Linked DNA regions of Sus scrofa: region 2 is linked to region 1. A link is a contact called in public Hi-C data. All regions are on one chromosome and are shown on one strand. Each heading gives the region's core, a stretch centred on a gene start, on an enhancer-like site or on the middle of the called end of the contact. The rest is flanking DNA. Distances are from core to core; before and after follow the strand shown. Region 1 holds the start of ZNF404 (zinc finger protein 404). Region 2 holds the start of LOC100627091 (zinc finger protein 227).

Region 1 (5,670 bases), core at 1,176-3,675:
CATTGAAATATACATAAAACAATGTATTAATTACCTATAATTTGAAGTTTGGCAGGTAGTTCTCTGATGGACAAATTCAACAGATCTAAACAAGTATTCTCTGAGTCACAGTTTTCTCTCCAGAGACCGAAGTAATAATATTGCTTGATGCAGAAATCAGGACATGACTCTTTAGTCTCTGCCCTAAGCCAAAAAGCTTGTCCAGGTGTAAATCATGTCTGTAGCTAAAGGCTTTCCAAACTTATCCACTAAAAATTCCTTCACGGCACAGAAGAATGGAAGCTTACCTCTGGGTGTCTAAGATGAATACAAAAGTGGCAAACTTTTGCATATAGAACATATGGCTTTGAATTCTTTCTTATTTGAAAAAAAATAAAAGATCATTTGTATTCTCCTTTAAAAGAAAAAAAACCCCGTCGTGGCGCAGTGGTTAACGAATCCGACTAGGAACCATGAGGTTTCGGGTTCGGTCCCTGCCCTTGCTCAGTGGGTTAACGATCTGGCGTTGCCGTGAGCTGTGGTGTAGGTTGCAGATGCGGCTTGGATCCTGCATTGCTGTGGCTCTGGCGTAGGCCGTGGCTACAGCTCCAATTCGACCCCTAGCCCAGGAACCTCCATATGCCACGGGAGCGGCCCAAAGAAATAGCAAAAAGACCAAAAAATAAATAAAAAATAAAATAAAATTCCTATTAAAAAAAAAACACCTATCCGATCAAATATAAAATACACAAATGATGGAGTTCCCATTGCGCCTCAGTGGAAGCAAATCTGACTAGCATCCATGAGGATGTGGGTTCGATCCCTGGCCTCGCTCAGTGGGTCGGGGATCTGGCACTGCCGTGAGCTGTGGTGTAGGTCGCAGACGCGGCTTGGATCCTGTGTTGCTGTGGCTGTGGCATAGAACAGCAGCTGTAGCTCTAATTCAGCCCCTAGCCTGGAAACCTCCATATGCCACACCTGTGGCCCTAAAAAAATAGACCAAAAAAAAAAAATGGTAAAATTGATCTATAACAGAAGTTGCAGTAATGGCTACCTCTGGGGTGGGAAAGTGCCTATGAGTTTGGAACTTCAATACACTGCAGGTGCAAAAAACAAACAAAACAAAACAAAGCAAAGCAAAGCAAAACAAAACAAAAAACACAAATGATTTGCCAGATAAATAGAAATCCTTTTTATCCAAATCTTGAAGTCACTGCTCCAAAAAGATGCAACATTTCTCTCTTTCACTGTTGAGAGGAGTAAAGTGGCTTACAGTCACTCACAAACATATGCAATGATATACTATCACAGGGTTCTATATTCATATAATTAAAATCACACATATTCAGTTCAGAGTCATGCAGTTTCTCAGTCAATAAGCCTGTTCACACAGTGATCCACATTCACAATATCCACAGAAAGCACACATAAGAAAAGCATATCTTCCAAAACCTCACCTTAATTTTAAGTCATACTCACAGATAAAAACATATAATCTCATAACTAAAGTCAGAGTCTCATGGACCTCAAAAATGTATTATTACATAATTCAATAGTCACAAAAACACTCAAACTTTTTACTACCTATTCCCAAAGAGTCTGGGAAAGAAAATTTTATTAGGAGACTAAAACACATATTCAAACTTCATTCCCAAGGTGCCCAGACAGCCAGGGAAAGAACCATTCCACCCCCAGCCCAGGAATTTCCACATGCCTTAGGTGCGACCCTAGAAAGGAAAAAAAAAAAAAAAAAAGACTTTTTTATGGGCCCCTAAAAGTACTGTGGGCCCTAGACATTTTTCCTACTGTGTCTACTGGATGAGTCGGCTTCTCTAATATGCCTTTGGCAAAAGTTTGCCACACCTGGCCTCCAAAGGAGAGAAAGACAAGTGACGGCACAAGAATTTCAGGTGGGGATGGAGGAGTGGGGAGGAAGGGTGCTTAACAAGTTTTATCATATCTCAAAATCTGAAACATTAACCATTTTCATATCCACACTAGGAAACAAACCACAAGCAAAAACACAACCCCATCTACATGGTTACAGACCTATAATGGGTCCCACAATGTCACCGAGAATGAAAACGCCAACACCTACACACGCCCAGGCGTCCTTTCTTTAAACAAATGCACACTTAACGCCAGCTGTGCTCCCGGCGCTACTGCAGGTGCTGATGCTACCTTGGTGGGGAATGAAAGATTCAAGTCCACAGAGCTCATACCCAGGGGACCGCCGCACCCAGGAGCCTGCCGCCTCCTCCTGCACGCAGGTTTGAGACTCTCAAGTTCCTCAGCGCCTGCTCGGCCTCCTACCGCCTGGACTCAGATCCCACTCGCCCTTCCACGCGGGACCACCGGAAACCACCACCCTCCCGAATTCTGGTCTTTCTCCGCGAAGCGCAGCCACACGCCTGCGCCTGCGCACCGCGGGTCTCCGGCGCCAGGCCCTTGCGGGCGGGACTGCATTTCCCAGAAGGCACCGGGCTGACAGCAACCTCGGTCCCCGGGTCCTCTTCCGGTGGCCGAGCAGCTGTGGTACCTACGTGGTAAGTAGATCATATCCATAGATAAAAATCGGCGAAGGCTTCCACAATCCCCGACTGCAGCTGACAGGAACCCGCGGTTGGGGGGACAGGTGCTCAAGGCGAGGATGCTTTGGGCGCGGACAGGGCGTGTCGGGCCTCGAGCCTCGGGCCCTTGTCTGCCTGAACAGCAGAGATTTTTATGCCTGCGGAGAGTGTGTGGGTGTGTGTAGACGTGTCTTCTTGACGATGTGCCCGTCATTATTTAACTGGGAGGTTGTTATTTAACTGCATGGCATATGGATGAGCGAAGTTTGTGTGGCCGTGAGGGCTGTCACTGGAACTCCAGGCTCTAGCTCGGCAGATTCCTCAGCCCTCTCGCCTCACAGCCACTTGGGGTCTGAACCCGGTAAAGGGTGAAAGCCAGATGCTGAGGTTTAGAATGAAATAATGGAGGATCCCAGCGAGAAGACACAGATTCGATCATGAGATGAGATTTCCTGAAGTTGGTTGAAGCCCCAAGACAGGCCTTTGGGAAGACTTGATGATGAGGTCCCAGGAGTAGGATTCCCTCCTTGGAAGGACCCCCCTTGAAAGTTCCAAGGGGTCCGGCTGTATGTTTCACAACCACAGCATTTCTGGCCCCAGGAACCTACTGTGAACTAGACATCAATGACCCTGGCCTCTCTTATACTGGGGAAAGTCAACACTGTTCCACTCCCCTTTCTACTCCCATCTGGTTGTGTGTGATGGCCTGGGTGAGAGGGTCTGGTCATGGAGGGAGGGTGTTTTGTAAATGAATATGCAGTCCAAGAAAATCCTGATGGCTCATGATTGCCTTCTTTTTTCCCAGTGCTGCTGGTCTCTTAAATTTAAAAAAGGATCCTGAGAGAGGAAAGAATTTTTGTTACACATCTAAAAGTTTAAGTTCAGGTGAGTTGTTTCCTCATTATTCATAAAACACACTTTAATTTTAAAGGCATGAATCCATCTTTTCCTTCTGCTGAAATGTCCTGCCTAATAGTGACATATCTATAAATTGCAGGGCCATGCAGATGAATCACCCTTATCAGGGTCCCCAAGCCCTTCTCTCCATAATTAATTTAACCCATGTTCTACGATTAGCTATTATGTTTCTATTGTTGGCTAAAAACTAATGTACTAAACTAGTCTTTAATGAACATCATTATGCATAGGTCTTTATGTCCTTTTACAGTCCTAAGCTAAGGATGAACTTACTAGTTTGAAATTTGAGTCAAATACCAGACATTTATACTTGTACTCATTGGCATATAATGATGAAAAGGTGTAGTTGCTATCTTCAAATGACTTGTTATCCAGTAAAGACATGAAAAAAACAGGAATAAGCAAGATAGAGGATCTCAAATTCCACTCGGGAAATTGAGGTGAGCTGCCTTGGGAATTGAGAGAAGAGATATTATTCTGTCTAGAGCAGTGATGCCTCAATATGATCAAATTATGAGAACCCTGTGAAGGAAAATGGATTTTACACCTTAGAGGTTTTATTCTAATGATGGTAAATGCATAATAACATTAAATGTGACAAAATGTCTCAACAGCTGTTTGCAGGACATTGTGGCTAGAAGGACAGATTCAGAAGCAAAATAAACCTGGAGTTCCCATTGTGGTGCAGTGCTTAATGAATCCAACTAGGAACCATGAGGTTGCAGGTTTGATCCCTGGCCTTGCTCAGTGGGTTAAGGATCTGGCGATGCCGTGAGCTGTGGTGTAGGTTGCAGATGTGGCTTGGATCCCATGTTGCTGCGGCTGTGGTGTAGGCGGCGGCTACAGCTCCGATTAAACCCCTAGCCTGGGAACCTCCATATGCCACAGGAGCGGCCCTAGAAAAGGCAAAAAGACAAAAAAAAAAAAAAAAAAAAAAAAAAAAAAAGAAGAAGAAGAAGAAGCAAAATAAACCTATCGATTGGGAACATATACTAGGAAGCAGCCTTGAGACTCCCATTAATACACACAGAGCATCAAAGTCTCTAGTTTACACAGACACACATTTCTATAGGCAAACAAATTAGGGTTGGTTCAGGTACTGGGCACTGATCAAAATGAAATCAAACCTTTCAGTAAAAACACAGCAACTGTTGGAGTTCCTGCTGTGGCACAGTGGCAAGAACCTGACTGCAGCGGCTCAGGTCACTATGGAGGTGTGGGTTCAATCCATGGCTGGTGCAGTGGGTTGAAGGATCTGGTATTGGATCCCTGGCCTGGGAACTTCCATGTATTGTGAGTGTGGCTAGAAGAGAAATAAAAACAAAACCAAAAAACCCCACAGCAGCTATTTTTAAAAGGACCACGTTGGTTCTCAAATGGCAGGTGCATCACCTGCTGGCCTTGTTCAAAAACAGTTTGCTACCTAATTGTCCATCAGAAGAGGAATGGATAGAAAAATATGTGGTATATATATACAATGGCATTTTTTTTGTTGTTTTTTTAGGGCTGTACCCACGGCATATGGACATTCCAAGCTAGGGGTCTAATTGGAGCTGTAGCTGCTGGCCTACACCATAGCCACAGCAATGCAGGATCCAAGCCACATCTTTGACCTACACCACAGCTCACAGCAACACTGTATCCTTAACCCACTAAGTGAGGCTAGGGATCCTACCCACGTCCTCTTGGATACTAGTTGGGTTCATGACTGCTGAGCCATGACGGAAACTCCTACAATGGCATGTTACTCAGCCATAAAAAAAGAATGAAACAGTGCCATTTGCAGCAACACGGATGGACCTAGAGATATCATACTAAGTGAAATAAGTCAGACAAGGAAAGATAAATATCATGTGATACCACTTATATATGGAATCTAATTTTAAATGATACAAATGAACTTTATTACAAAACAGAAACAGATTCACAGGCCAGGGATTGAATCCAAGCTGCAGCTGTGACCTCTACACCACAGCTGTGGCGGTACTGGATCCTTTAACCCACTGATCCAGGCCGGGGATCAAACCCACACCTAGGCTACTGCAGTCAGATTCTAAACCCACTGCACCACAACAGGAACTCCCTGTAACCTATTTTTTTTTTTGTCTTTTTGCCATTTTGGGGGCTGCTCCTGTGGCATATGGAGGTTCCCAGGCTAGGGGTTGAATGGGAGCTGTAGCCACCAGCCTATGCCAGAGCTACA
Region 2 (5,663 bases), core at 98-2,597, 98 kb before region 1:
GGCTAGGGGTTGAATTGGAGCTGTAGCCACCGGCCTACGCCAGAGCCACAGCAACGCAGGATCCGAGCCGTGTCTGCAACCTACACCACAGCTCACGGCAACGCCGGATCGTTAACCCACTGAGCAAGGGCAGGGACCGAACCCGCAACCTCATGGTTCCTAGTCGGATTCGTTAACCACTGCGCCACGACGGGAACTCCCACAAATACCATTTTTAAAAGTCAGAATACAAGACCATATAATTTCCAAATCAGCTGAGGGTAAATAAAAGGGAATAAACTGAAGTGAAGACAATAAAGGAGGGAAAAAAAATGGATAGCACAGTGAATTTGAATATATATTATAAAAATACTTTAAAGATTTTCAAAATGAATAAGCAGAATATTTTAAAGTATATATAGAGTACTTTAACGAAATATTTATATATCATATATATACTTTAAAACATTTATTTTTATTTTTGTATCTTTAAAATGTATGTAAGTGGGAGAGAAATCCAAACATACATATTAACAAGCAGATTAAACAGTCTCAGGTTTATTCAACAAATAACATTTTCTTAGTAATAATTTACTGAATGAAGGAAACCTGCGGATTAACTGAGAACTGATGCCAGAACAAGAAGGAGCTTTCAGTAATATTTACCTGGGGCTACGGTGAGAGAGGGCAAAAAGGGCCTCCTTCCCCTCTCCGAACTCAGGAGTGGCGAAGAATACAATGCGGTGGGACAGCGCGACTACGTCCGTCTCCCGGAAGAACTGCAGCGGACATCCCCAAGCACTAGCGCGGAGTGACTCAGTGCTTCCTAAAAAGAGATCAGTAAAAGCTCGGGAAGAGCTCGGCCTCCTGATGGATGACAGAAGGGCCATGGCATTGCTACTGGGGCGTCCAGTCAAAACGGCGCTGGTGGGAAAATTAACTGTATCAATAGCAAGAGCCAACACGTTAAGCGCTACCGGCGATCTAAGCTGTTGACAGATCTCACTTAATTCTAATCACAACCCCACCCAGCAGTTACCATCTCTCGCTATCTTATAGAGGAAAGCAGTGGGCACGGATAACAACTAGCCAGATATTATACCGGTAGAAGTAGCAGCGCTGCGTCGTAAGCGGAGGAGGAAAGCAAAGGGAATCCACACTTCCGCCCGCCGCCTCTCAGCCTCCACCGGGGGCCGCGACTTCTCCATCCTAAGACAGCCGACTAGGTAGCGACTAGTCCCCACGCTCTGGCCGAAAAGGCTCAGAGGGGTCGTAGGAGAGCAGGGTTGACTCACCTCCTGGACCATAAAGATGGTGGCTGCGTCCTTTTCCCGGGCCGGAAGAGCGTCTGACTACCGAGCTCCCCGGAACTACACTTCCCAGAAGGCCCATGAACCAAGGGCCGCAGACCCTTGCGTCGGGACAGGGTTGGGGGAATACATTTCCCAGAACTCCAAGGGAAGGAAGGGCCTTCCCCGCCCACTTAGAGGTTCTAAAGGAAACGGAACAACATGAACTCCAGGGAGTTCTCAGCCAGCAACTTTCAGAGACACCTTCACTCGGAGGACCTGAAGCAGTTCTCTGATGCCAGCTGCCCTAGTTCTTTCTCATTGATAGGAAGTATTTGAAGAGTCATTGTCTTTATTTTTTTATATCTTTGGTCTTTTTAGGGCCGCACCCACGGCATATGGAGGTTCCCAGGCTAGCGGTGCTGTAGCTGCCAGCCTACGCCAGCCCCACAGCAACGCCAGATCCGAGCCGTGTCTGCAGCCTACACCACAGCTCATGGATACGTCAGATCCTTAACCCACAGAGCGAGGCCAGGGATTGAACCTGCAACCTCATGGTTTCTAGTCAGATTCGTTTCTGCTGCGCCATCACAGGAACTCCTGAAGGGTCAGAATCTTAAAAGGACTGTAAGAAACCCTACCAGGAAAAAAAAAAAGGGGGGGGTGGTGGATAAGAGCCTTGATAATGCATTTTTAGATACTTTTTATATACAAAAAGAATGGAAGACCAAAAAAAAAAATAGGAGTTCCCATCGCGGCTCAGTGGTTAACGAATCCAACTAGGAACCATGAAGTTTCGGGTTCGATCCCTGGCCTTGCTCAATGCATTAAGGATCCAGCGTTGCTGTGAGCCGTGGTGTAGGGCGCAGACGCGGCTCCGATCCCGCGTTGCTGTGGGTCTGATGTGGGCCAGTGGCTACAGCTCCGATTGGACCACTAGCCTGGGAACCTCCATACGCCGTGGGAGCGGCCCCAGAAAAGTCAAAAAGACAAAAAAAGACCAAAAAAAAAAAAAAGAATGGAGTTCCCGTCGTGGCTCAGCAGTGAGGAACCTAACTAGTATCCATTTTGACTGTCTCTAATTTATGTATCCTGTGTTTATCCTTTGAGAAGAATATTTGCTAACTTGTTATGGGTGGTCATTCTTATTTAGAATATTTTAATGATCTAAAATATTATCAATAATTGTATGTCAACTTTTGAATGCTATGAAAAAATTGGTCAATTTTGCAACCGATGAAAGTGAGATAAAAGGATCACTAAAGGTTCTATTGTTCCCCTTTATTGTTTCCTTAAATCCATTTCAGGAATTCTGAATAAAATCTAACTGAACTGCAAGCCCCTGTTTCAGGATGTTGAGTGGCTACACCAGCCACAAACACTGAAGAACTTCATCTGCCAGTCTCCCACTGGTTGCTAAGCACACTCTAAAGAACGGGACATTCTCCCTCAACAAAGGAGCACATTAGCTAAAGAAGAGACACATCAGAAACCAAGATACAGAAGACTTTCAAGTCAAGTTCCAAATAAAGAAACCAAATCCAGGAGTTCCCTGGTGTTGTCACTGCTGTGGTGTGGGTTTGATCCCTGGCCCAGAAACTTCGGTGTGCCATTGGTGTAGCCAAAAAAAAAGAAAAGAAAGAAAAAGAAAAAATAAATAAATTCGTAATTATTGCTCTCCAGTGCTCGCTTTCGAAGCACATATACTAAAATTGGAATGATACAGAGAAGATTAGCATGGCCCCTGTGCAAGGATGACACAAAAATTTGTGAAGTGTTCCATACTTTTATAACATGAGCAGGAATTGAGCCTTTATATTTTAAGCCACCAAAATAAATAAATAATTATTGCTCTCCAAATCTCACTGTTTCTATGTCCCTTAGCTTTCTTCTATACATACTTGATCTTCTTGGTTGCCACCTATGAAAATCCTGAAGTTATTAACAGTTGCTTTCTTTTGCTCTCCACATATCAATTTACGCTAATGGATTTTAAATTCTGGTGACTCCATGACTGGGGATGTTTTCAGTTTAAACTATTTTAGTAGTTTTTGTTGTGGCTCATCGGTAATGAGCCTGATTAGTATGCATGAGGAAGACGGTTTGATCCCTGGCTGCATTCAGTTAAGGATCTGGCCTTGCCTCAAGCTGTGGTGTAGGTCACAGACGTGACTTGGATCTTGCCTTGCTGTGGCTGGGGCATAGGCTGGCAGCTACAGCTCCGATTCCACCCCTAGCCTGGGAACTTCCATATGCCGCAGGTGTGGCCCTAAAAAAAAAGACAAAACAAACGATTTTAGCTCTTCCTCCTCCCAATCTCCCCCAAAGCATTTTGTGTGAGAAGGGGAATGGATACAAGATGGGCAAAACATTCACGAGGGTTGCAGATGGCTGATGAGGGTGGGGGGAAGGTTTTATTATGCTATTTTCTCTGTGTATATTTGGGCCTTAATAAAAATTTAAGGAAGAAATACCATGTATAATACAGCTCCGATGCAAATGCATTAAAACCATTAACAGTGGTTATCTCTAAATCCTGATGTTATGGTAATTTTTATTATTACTTATTTTGCCACACTGGCAGCATGCAGAAATTCCCAGTCCAGTGATCAAACCCATGCCACAGCATAACCAGAGCCACAGCAGTGACAATGCCAGATCCTTAACCCACTGAGCCCCCAGAGAACTCCAATTCTTTCTCTCTTATATTTATATATTTCCTAATCTCTCTATACGGGCATACAGTCCTATAATGAGGATATAAACTACAAAGCCCCAAACCACCTCACAAACCTAATAGCAAACAGACTTCCTTAAACTATACACAAGACTATTTCCTACAATTAAAAAAAAAAAAAGGTACAGCATAGAGATTAAAAACACAAACTTGGAGTTCCCTGTTGTGGTGCAGTGGAAACAAATCTGACTAGGAACCATGAGGTTTCAGGTTCGATCTATGGCCTCGCTCAGTGGGTTAAGGATCTGGCGTTGCCATGAGCTGTGGTGTAGGTCACAGACACAGCTCAGATCTGGCATTGCTGTGGCTCTGGCATAGGCCAGAAGCAACAGCTCTGATTAGACCCCTGGCCTGGGAAACTCCATATGCCGTGGGTGCGGCCCTAAAAAGACAAAAGACAAAAAAACAAAACAAAACAAAACAAAAACACCCACAGACATGAGGCTGCAACTCCTTGGTTCAAATGGTAGTTGTGCCTCTAACTAGCTGTTAAGTCTTGGGCAAATCAGATAAACTCATTAAGAGCAAATTAAAAAAAAAAAAAAAGGATTTCCCTTGAACAAAGTTCTGTTTTTTTCCTGTTTCCTTTTTCTTAGAGCAATTCTATAAGAAACCCAATGGTTGGGTCGCCTTTCTCTAATCTTTTGATATGCATGTCAGAAGCTAAGTAAGGCTCTTACCAAGTTTACAACCTAGGAGTGCTTCAAAAGTTCTGAGGTTTGTTCCTTTTGAATGTAAGGGAGTTTAAAGGAGGTGTCTTTCTGAGCCGTAAATCTGCTAGCAGAGGAGTACAGATAAATTTCATTATTCCTTCGGAGAAAATCAATTAACAACGACTAGATTTTCAAGCAAATTTAGGAATGAACTCATCAGAGAATTTGTAACAAATGAGGCAGTCACGTCCTCTTACAGGAGGACAAGATATCATTTAATCTTGAGAATGTTATGTACTGAGTGGTAAAAAAACAGAATAGTATAAAAAGCTCATCATTGTTTGACCGTATAAATAGGGTTAAATTTCTTATTTTGTAATTTCTTCCCACAAATTATCTACAATACTGTACTCTGGAAATGCTTATTCAGTAATAGGACTGCTTTCTTTCCTACTTTGTGTAGAGAGGACTTTCTGCGTTGGTAGGATGTTTTATTTCTCCAACAATACCTCTGATTTCTTAACTGCTAAAAAAATTATTATTATATTTATATTTATATTAATAATGTATAATTATATAATTTATATAATAATAATTATTATTTATTATTTTTTAATAATTATTTTTTTTAAAGAAGAAGAAAAAGAGAGCTCCCTCTGTAGCGCAACGGGATCGGCGGCGTTTTGGGATCCCCTGGGACGCGGGTTTGATCCCAGGCGCAGCACTGTGGCTTAGGGATCCGTCGTTGCCGCAGCTTCGGCTTAGGTCGCATCTGTAGCTCCGATGTGATCCCTGACCCTGGAGCTCCTTATGCCACAGGGCGGCCAAAATGGCCAAAAAGAAAGAAAGGAAAAAAAAAAAAGGAAAAGGAGCCTACCTCATAAGGCTGTAGCGGTCATCTAATGCGTTGATTTGTATAAAACGATAAAGAACTACCATTAAATGACACTACTTTTATAGAGATGAGGGTAGTGAAGCCAAGAGACACTAAGTAACTCACATTAC

The links. A called contact is a pair of places that touch in the nucleus more often than the background predicts.
Region 2: a contact with region 1 is called in a Hi-C map of skeletal muscle, with 2.1 times the contacts expected there. The contact joins the promoter of LOC100627091 here to the promoter of ZNF404 in region 1. A contact is called at or near these places in 5 of 47 Hi-C or Micro-C datasets (epiblast stem cells, heart right ventricle and skeletal muscle) and 1 of 2 datasets of contacts at active chromatin or transcription factors (alveolar macrophages).

The regions. Positions count from the first base shown.
Region 1 is chr6:50,718,288-50,723,957 of Sscrofa11.1, reverse strand. It overlaps ZNF404 (zinc finger protein 404), which reads left to right and starts at 2,425. Exons shown (of 5, transcript XM_005655939.3): 1 at 2,425-2,525; 2 at 3,355-3,434. It overlaps ZNF45 (zinc finger protein 45), which reads right to left and starts at 2,338. Exons shown (of 7, transcript XM_021094497.1): 1 at 2,202-2,338.
Region 2 is chr6:50,815,040-50,820,702 of Sscrofa11.1, reverse strand. LOC100627091 (zinc finger protein 227) reads right to left here and starts at 1,347. Exons shown (of 4, transcript XM_013988660.2): 1 at 1,275-1,347; 2 at 646-805.